2 separate regions of the Bos taurus genome follow, and region 1 is linked to region 2. A link is a contact called in public Hi-C data. All regions are on one chromosome and are shown on one strand. The core of a region is the stretch at or near the end of the contact, and the rest is flanking DNA. Distances in the headings are between cores, read along the strand shown. Region 1 has its middle 39 kb from the start of PAQR8. Region 2 overlaps LOC132343630 (a long non-coding RNA gene).

What was found. Hi-C and Micro-C count contacts between places; a contact is called where the count stands out from the background.
Region 1: a contact with region 2 is called in a Hi-C map of an unstated tissue, with 2.2 times the contacts expected there. The contact joins two enhancer-like sites. A contact is called at or near these places in 2 of 11 Hi-C or Micro-C datasets (liver and an unstated tissue).

What each region holds. Positions count from the first base shown.
Region 1 is chr23:24,782,206-24,785,026 of ARS-UCD2.0, forward strand. No RefSeq gene overlaps it. Among named protein-coding and RNA genes, the nearest start is that of PAQR8, 39 kb to the right of the region's middle. Within about 2 kb of position 1,551, at least 48 of the 102 cell types and tissues checked have an H3K27ac peak or open chromatin away from gene starts, as enhancers often do.
Region 2 is chr23:24,726,796-24,729,653 of ARS-UCD2.0, forward strand. All of the region lies in intron 2 of LOC132343630 (a long non-coding RNA gene), which reads left to right. LOC112443867 (a long non-coding RNA gene) reads right to left here. Exons shown (of 3, transcript XR_003032283.2): 3 at 2,020-2,426. Among named protein-coding and RNA genes, the nearest start is that of MCM3, 16 kb to the left of the region's middle. Within about 2 kb of position 1,431, at least 10 of the 102 cell types and tissues checked have an H3K27ac peak or open chromatin away from gene starts, as enhancers often do.

The sequences.
Region 1 (2,821 bases), core at 301-2,800, 56 kb after region 2:
CATAGGGTATATAATGGAAAAGTGCCAGGTTTCAACAGACAGGAGTCGGACCTGCCTGTCTCAACAGAGTCATGAAGTGAATTAAAGGAATCTCTTAAAGTAACACTAGTGCAGGTCATCTTCCCAGGATCTGATGAGTCTCTATTTTTTTTGTCCAGATAATGATAATGACTGAGTTTTTAACAGCAAAGCCAGTTTGATTTGTTAATTGCTCCTATTTTCTTTCTTTCTTCTTCTTTTTTTTTTTTTGACTGCACCAGGTCTTAGTTGTGGCATGTGGGATCTAGTTTCCTGACCAAGGATGTATCCCGCCCCCCCTGCATTAGGAGCAAGGAGTCTTAACCACCGGACCACCATGCTCCCCTGTGCTCCAATATCTTAGGTGTATTTTCCTTATGGTAAAACATGGACAGCAATGCAGGAAGGGGACAAGTCTGGGGAGGACCAAACGTGGAAATTCCTCTTCTGACCACCTCCACTCCGTCCCTTGTGGACGTAGGTCATGCTTATCGGAACCTGCTAGAGGAGATGGGGGTATAGAAGTGGGTGACGGCCTGTCAGTGTAAGAGGTGTATTTGTATGGAGCGTGTCATAGGGGAGTCCTTCGAGGATGGGTCTCAGGGGTGTGAAAGTGTGTGTCGACAGTCTCCCTCCTCGGCAAGTCATAACATGATTTCATGGGCAGAGTGACCCTGAATGTGCAGATTTGAGTGCTTAAGAGTAGATTGGATTCTGTCTTAAAAGGAGAAGGTTGTGTTGCTTTTCCCCCTCCGGAAAGACTTCTGCAGTGCCCCCCCAACCCCCACCCCCGGAAAGACCAGGACAGCGGCTGACTAGTCTCTTTTTCTCCTGTCCCCTCGGGCCTTCAGCCGCCGAAAGGGGTCCTTGCGGGCCTGACCCCCGGCTGGAAGGAAGAGGCGTTAGTCAACTTCCTCGCCGGCAACACCCGCGGCGGCGGTGGGTGCGCGGGTCTGCGCATCCCGCCCCCGGGCCGGGAAGGGGCGGAGCCGGGCGGAGCCCGCCCCCGGCTGGCCCCTCTTCCTCGCCGCTCCTCCGACCCGCGCTGGCCGCAGTCACCGCCGCCTGCAGGAAGCTGGGAGCGGGATCTTGGGCCGGGAGTGCGGGCTGGGCTGCGTGCACGGGCTCGGCCGCCGCTGCCGGTGAGTCCCTGGGCTGGCGGCGCGGTGCGCGGAGGGAGGCGGGTCAGGACCCGGCTGTTGGGGAGCCCCAGGGCGCAAGCACCGAGATGCCAAGATAGCGACTGTGGGGGCCCCCGGAGGAGCATCGCGAGGTAGAGGAGCCCGGGGGTGGGAAGTCAACATGCCCCCGGTGCTGGGGCGTCCAGGAGCCCTGAAGGCGAGGCAGAGGGTCAGGAACTCGAAGTTGGGGCGTCCCGAAACCCGATCCTGGAGGACTACGGGGTTAGGATCCTGAGATTGGAGAGGTCCCCAGGGGTGCGGAATGAGGGCTGCCCAGTCGGCCTTCTCGGGGCGCCCTCCGTAGGGCGGAGGGGAGCAGAACCCGGGAAGGGAGTGCGGAGAGAGGAAGCCCGAGGCGGGCGGGGCAGGAGAGAAGCCCCAGGGAGGGGAGCCCCGGACAGGGGAGGGTGGGGCGACGCGAGTGACTTCTCCGGGGAAGGATGGAGGGGGTTTCGCCGAGAGGGCGGGTGCAGGGAGCGGAGCTGTGCGGAGAATCCGGGGTTCTGTTCTGGAGGATGCGGGATTGGAGAGCTAGAACGCCGCGGCGGGGGTCCGAGGTGGCCCGCGGAGCTGTAGGGCGGGCACTCAGGGAACATCTCGGCCTAGGGAACGCAGCCCACTCGGTGGGGTCATGGCCATCTCAAGAGGACATCCTCTCAAGGGAGCAGGAAGGGCCACCCTGGACGAGGTTGGGTAGGGACCCTCCACCTAGCGAGCAGTGTTGGCAAATTAGGCAGGGGGACCGGAGAGGGGCGCACCTGGCAGACCTGCGTGGGCACCGCAGTGCCCTAAGCATCTGTGGCCCTCAGGCACAGACTCACAAAAGGGAGACCTGTGGACTGGACAGGCTTAGGGTTGCATCTCATATTTCTGAGCTGGGTTAGAAGTGATTTTGCCCAGGGATCCGATGAAAAGAGTCTGGGCTTATAGCTCAGAATAGCTCTGGAGTGAGTTTTCAAATTGTATAGGTAAGCTCTACCTGTGTGTGTGTGTAACTCATAATAAAAGTGTGTGTAATTTTTAGATCCACATGTGCTGCTTGCTTCCTCCTCTTTTGTACTTTGTGAGAGGTTGTTTCTGAGTAAAAACTGGAGGAAAATCAGGAAGGTTTCAGCGTACACACATACAAACTAACCGCCCACAAATGCATTGCATTCCACGGTCTAGTAAACATGAGTATTATACTTTTGGATTGCTTCTGTTGGCGAGGGCTCCCTTTAGTGGAGTGAAAAGGAGTTACCTGCATGGAAGGTGGACTGCCCTTGACTGCCCTCTTAGGATGTCCACAGCCTGGACCCACCCCTGAGTTGCTGCACCCTTGACCAGGTCACCTGGTGGGGCGCTAGCCTGCTCAGGACCTCAGGGAATGGCATTCTAGAGTCTGTCTGAATATAAACAAATGACCAGCGCACTGTCTGGTTTATCTTCTTGTTTTTTCCCCCCTGTTGTTTGTCTTAGGTGTCTGGCTCTCTTTTACTAGTTAAATAATATTGACATCTTATATTAATGTATTCTATATGGTTAATTATGGGTGGTAATTACCTTAATTATTTGATATAACAACTAATTCAGGAAGACCTAGGGCCTTGGGAATCCTGTTAAGTAGATTTCTCCCTGAGGTC
Region 2 (2,858 bases), core at 181-2,680:
ACCCAAAGCTTACCTTAACATACCCCCTCAGCTCTCTCCCCAGAAGTTTTCTCTTGGCAGAGTGCAGGCGCAAGTGAAACATGAGCCTGGACTATGCTTTAACCCTCCTGATCCAAGGACTGAGTGCCACTCCTCCATAGTCACTGATTCCAGCTGCTTAGGGTCCTTGGGGCCCCAGGACCAGCCTTCCTCCTGCCTCAAGGCTGAAACAGCTCAGGACAAGGCTCGTTCTTCTTTCTCACCTCCAAAATGAAGACGCTCAGTTGTGTCCGACTCTTAGTGACCCCGTGGACTGCGGCCTACCAGGCTCCTCCGTCCATGGGATTTTCCAGGCAAGAGTACTGGAGTGGGTTGCCATTGCCTTCTCAGTCTCACCTCCAAATTAGCAAATAAACTCCTGTCCCATTGCAACTGTGTCCCCTGAGCAAAATAAAGTCTTCCTCCTGTGCTTTGTTTTCATCATTAACATTAAAAACCACCTATTACCCCACCACCACCCCCCCCCCCACCCATAAACCTTAAAGGAGGGAAAAAGAGTAACAGAAACTTTTATTAAATTACACTTTTTAAACTAGTAGAGCTTTCTCATTGTGGTGTAGTTTTCACCCTGAAGTTGTCCGCACAGCCCCCACCCGCCTCCACATACAACACGTTCACCAGTGAGTTTTTTCACGTCTAGGACACTGAGGGAAGGAGAGAAAACTGAAAAAGGGGCAGGACACAAGGTAAACACAGCTAAATCAGATTGCAGCTAGGTCTAGGGGTTATCTGGCTCCGCTTCGAAAGATGGGGAAACCAAGGCTCCTGTCCAGCTCTGCATGACTCCAGCCCACCGTTTGCCTCTGACAGTTGTAGCCTCAGTTAGGTGGGTGAGGGTAGGCTGGAAGGAGGACTGAGAGAGACCAAGGAAATGTTCTCGCCTTCTGAAAACTGTAAGGGTCAAGGCAGAAACTACCTCTTTCAGGAATCCCTCTGGTTAACTCAACCTGGAGAACGAACAGTCCCATCATCCAATGAGCTACTGGGCTGCAGTCCTACAATGGCCAGTCACAACTGGAAAAAGGCGGGTGCTTAACAAGGAAGAAGTTCTTGTGTAGTCCAATTGATTAGCATATTCTAATTAACTACCACACACACACAACTGTACAGTTCACTCTCCACCCTTCCCGTATAACTCCTGCTCACCTCCTAGCTGGTCCTCCTGTCCCCAGTTCCCTCTCCTCCCCAATCCAGTTCATCCCTCTTTACTCCCAAAGGGTTATCTTTTTTTAAAGGCCAAAGTGATCATGTCACCTCTCTGGGTAATTTCCATCAGTGCTTCTCTTTGGCTCTTAGGAAAATGTTCAAGCTCCTTGGATCCTCTGCAGCCCCACATTTCCCCCTCTCACCCCACCCTGCAGAACTAACTGCAGTTCTCCCAAAGGACCACACTGTGTCACCCCTGTGCCTTCTGCAAGTCCCACTTATGTTACGTTGCTAAGTTGTGGCAATTTGTTACAATATATGTGCTTTGCATGTTTGCATGCTAAGTCACTTCAGTCGTGTTTGCCTTTTTTCAACCCTGTGGACCGTAGCCTGCTAAGCTCCTCTGTCCATAGGTTTCTCCACGCAAGGACACTGGAATGGGTTGCCATGCCCTCTAGGGGATCTTCCTGACCCAGGGATCAAACCCATGTCTCATGTCTTCTGCATTGGCAGATGTGTTCTTTACCAATAGTGCCACCTGGCACTGATACAGAGACAGTAGGAAACTAATAGAGAGTATTATTTGAACAGAGTTGGTGAAGAGAAGGGCACATTTGTGTGTGTGCTGGTGTAAAGGGAGGTAGATAAATGTTCATGCCTTTATGAGTGGTCAAAGTGAGACTCAAGAAATTTAAAGTAGAACCAACAGATGTGTATGTCAGCCACTATCAACTGCTTGGGCTATAAAGCAGCCACGCACCTATAACCAATTGTTTATAGGCTCCTCTGACAATGAAGACAATTTGTTCCCCTACGGCTGGGGATGACCTGCGTGCATGCCCTCTCTTGGCACTTTATAAGAAGATACAACACCTTGGAGCCTTATTAATACAAACATCAGCAACAGTACTTTATTCTCAGGAATGGAAAAAAGGAGGGTTAATGTGGAAAGAAGGAAAAGGACCTGAAGGGGAAAGTCAAATGAAAAAGCAGGATGGATAGGTATCACCTCGGGTTGGCCCGGCCTGAAATGCCAGGTACCGGCTGTTGGCTTGATGCACTTGGAACCTCAGCAGCTTTTGTGCCTCATCCTTTGCGATTCTGCTGTGTGCCATAGTGAGGGTGGAGGCTGTGGTCCAACTCTGGGCATTAGACCTCTCCTCAAACAACCCTGAATATTCATTGGAAGGACTGATGCTGAAGCTCCAATACTTTGGCCACCTTTGGAAAAGACCCTGATGCTGGAAAAGAGAAGGCAGGATGAGAAGAGGACAACAGAGGATGAGATGGTTGGATGGCATCACCAGTTCAATGGACATGACTTTGAGCAAGCTCTGGAAGATGGTGAAGGACAGGAAAGCCTGGTATGCTGCAGTCCATGGGGTCACAAAGAGTTGAACACAGCTGAGCGACTGAACAACAACAATGCAGATTATGGAGCCAGCAACAGCCAGTGACCACCTCACCGATACACTCCGCTTCCCAGTGGCTACGCTGCTGCTAGCCTGTTAGCTGCCTGAAGGCCTGCTCCACAGTGCCCCAGACAGCCCAGATCACCTGTTGAAACGCAGCTCCTCAGGGGTGACAGGTTGGTGGTACTGAGCTGTACACCACTGAAACAGAGGGTATATTCCATCACCCACTGGGACAAGCCCTGTGACACTCCTCTATTT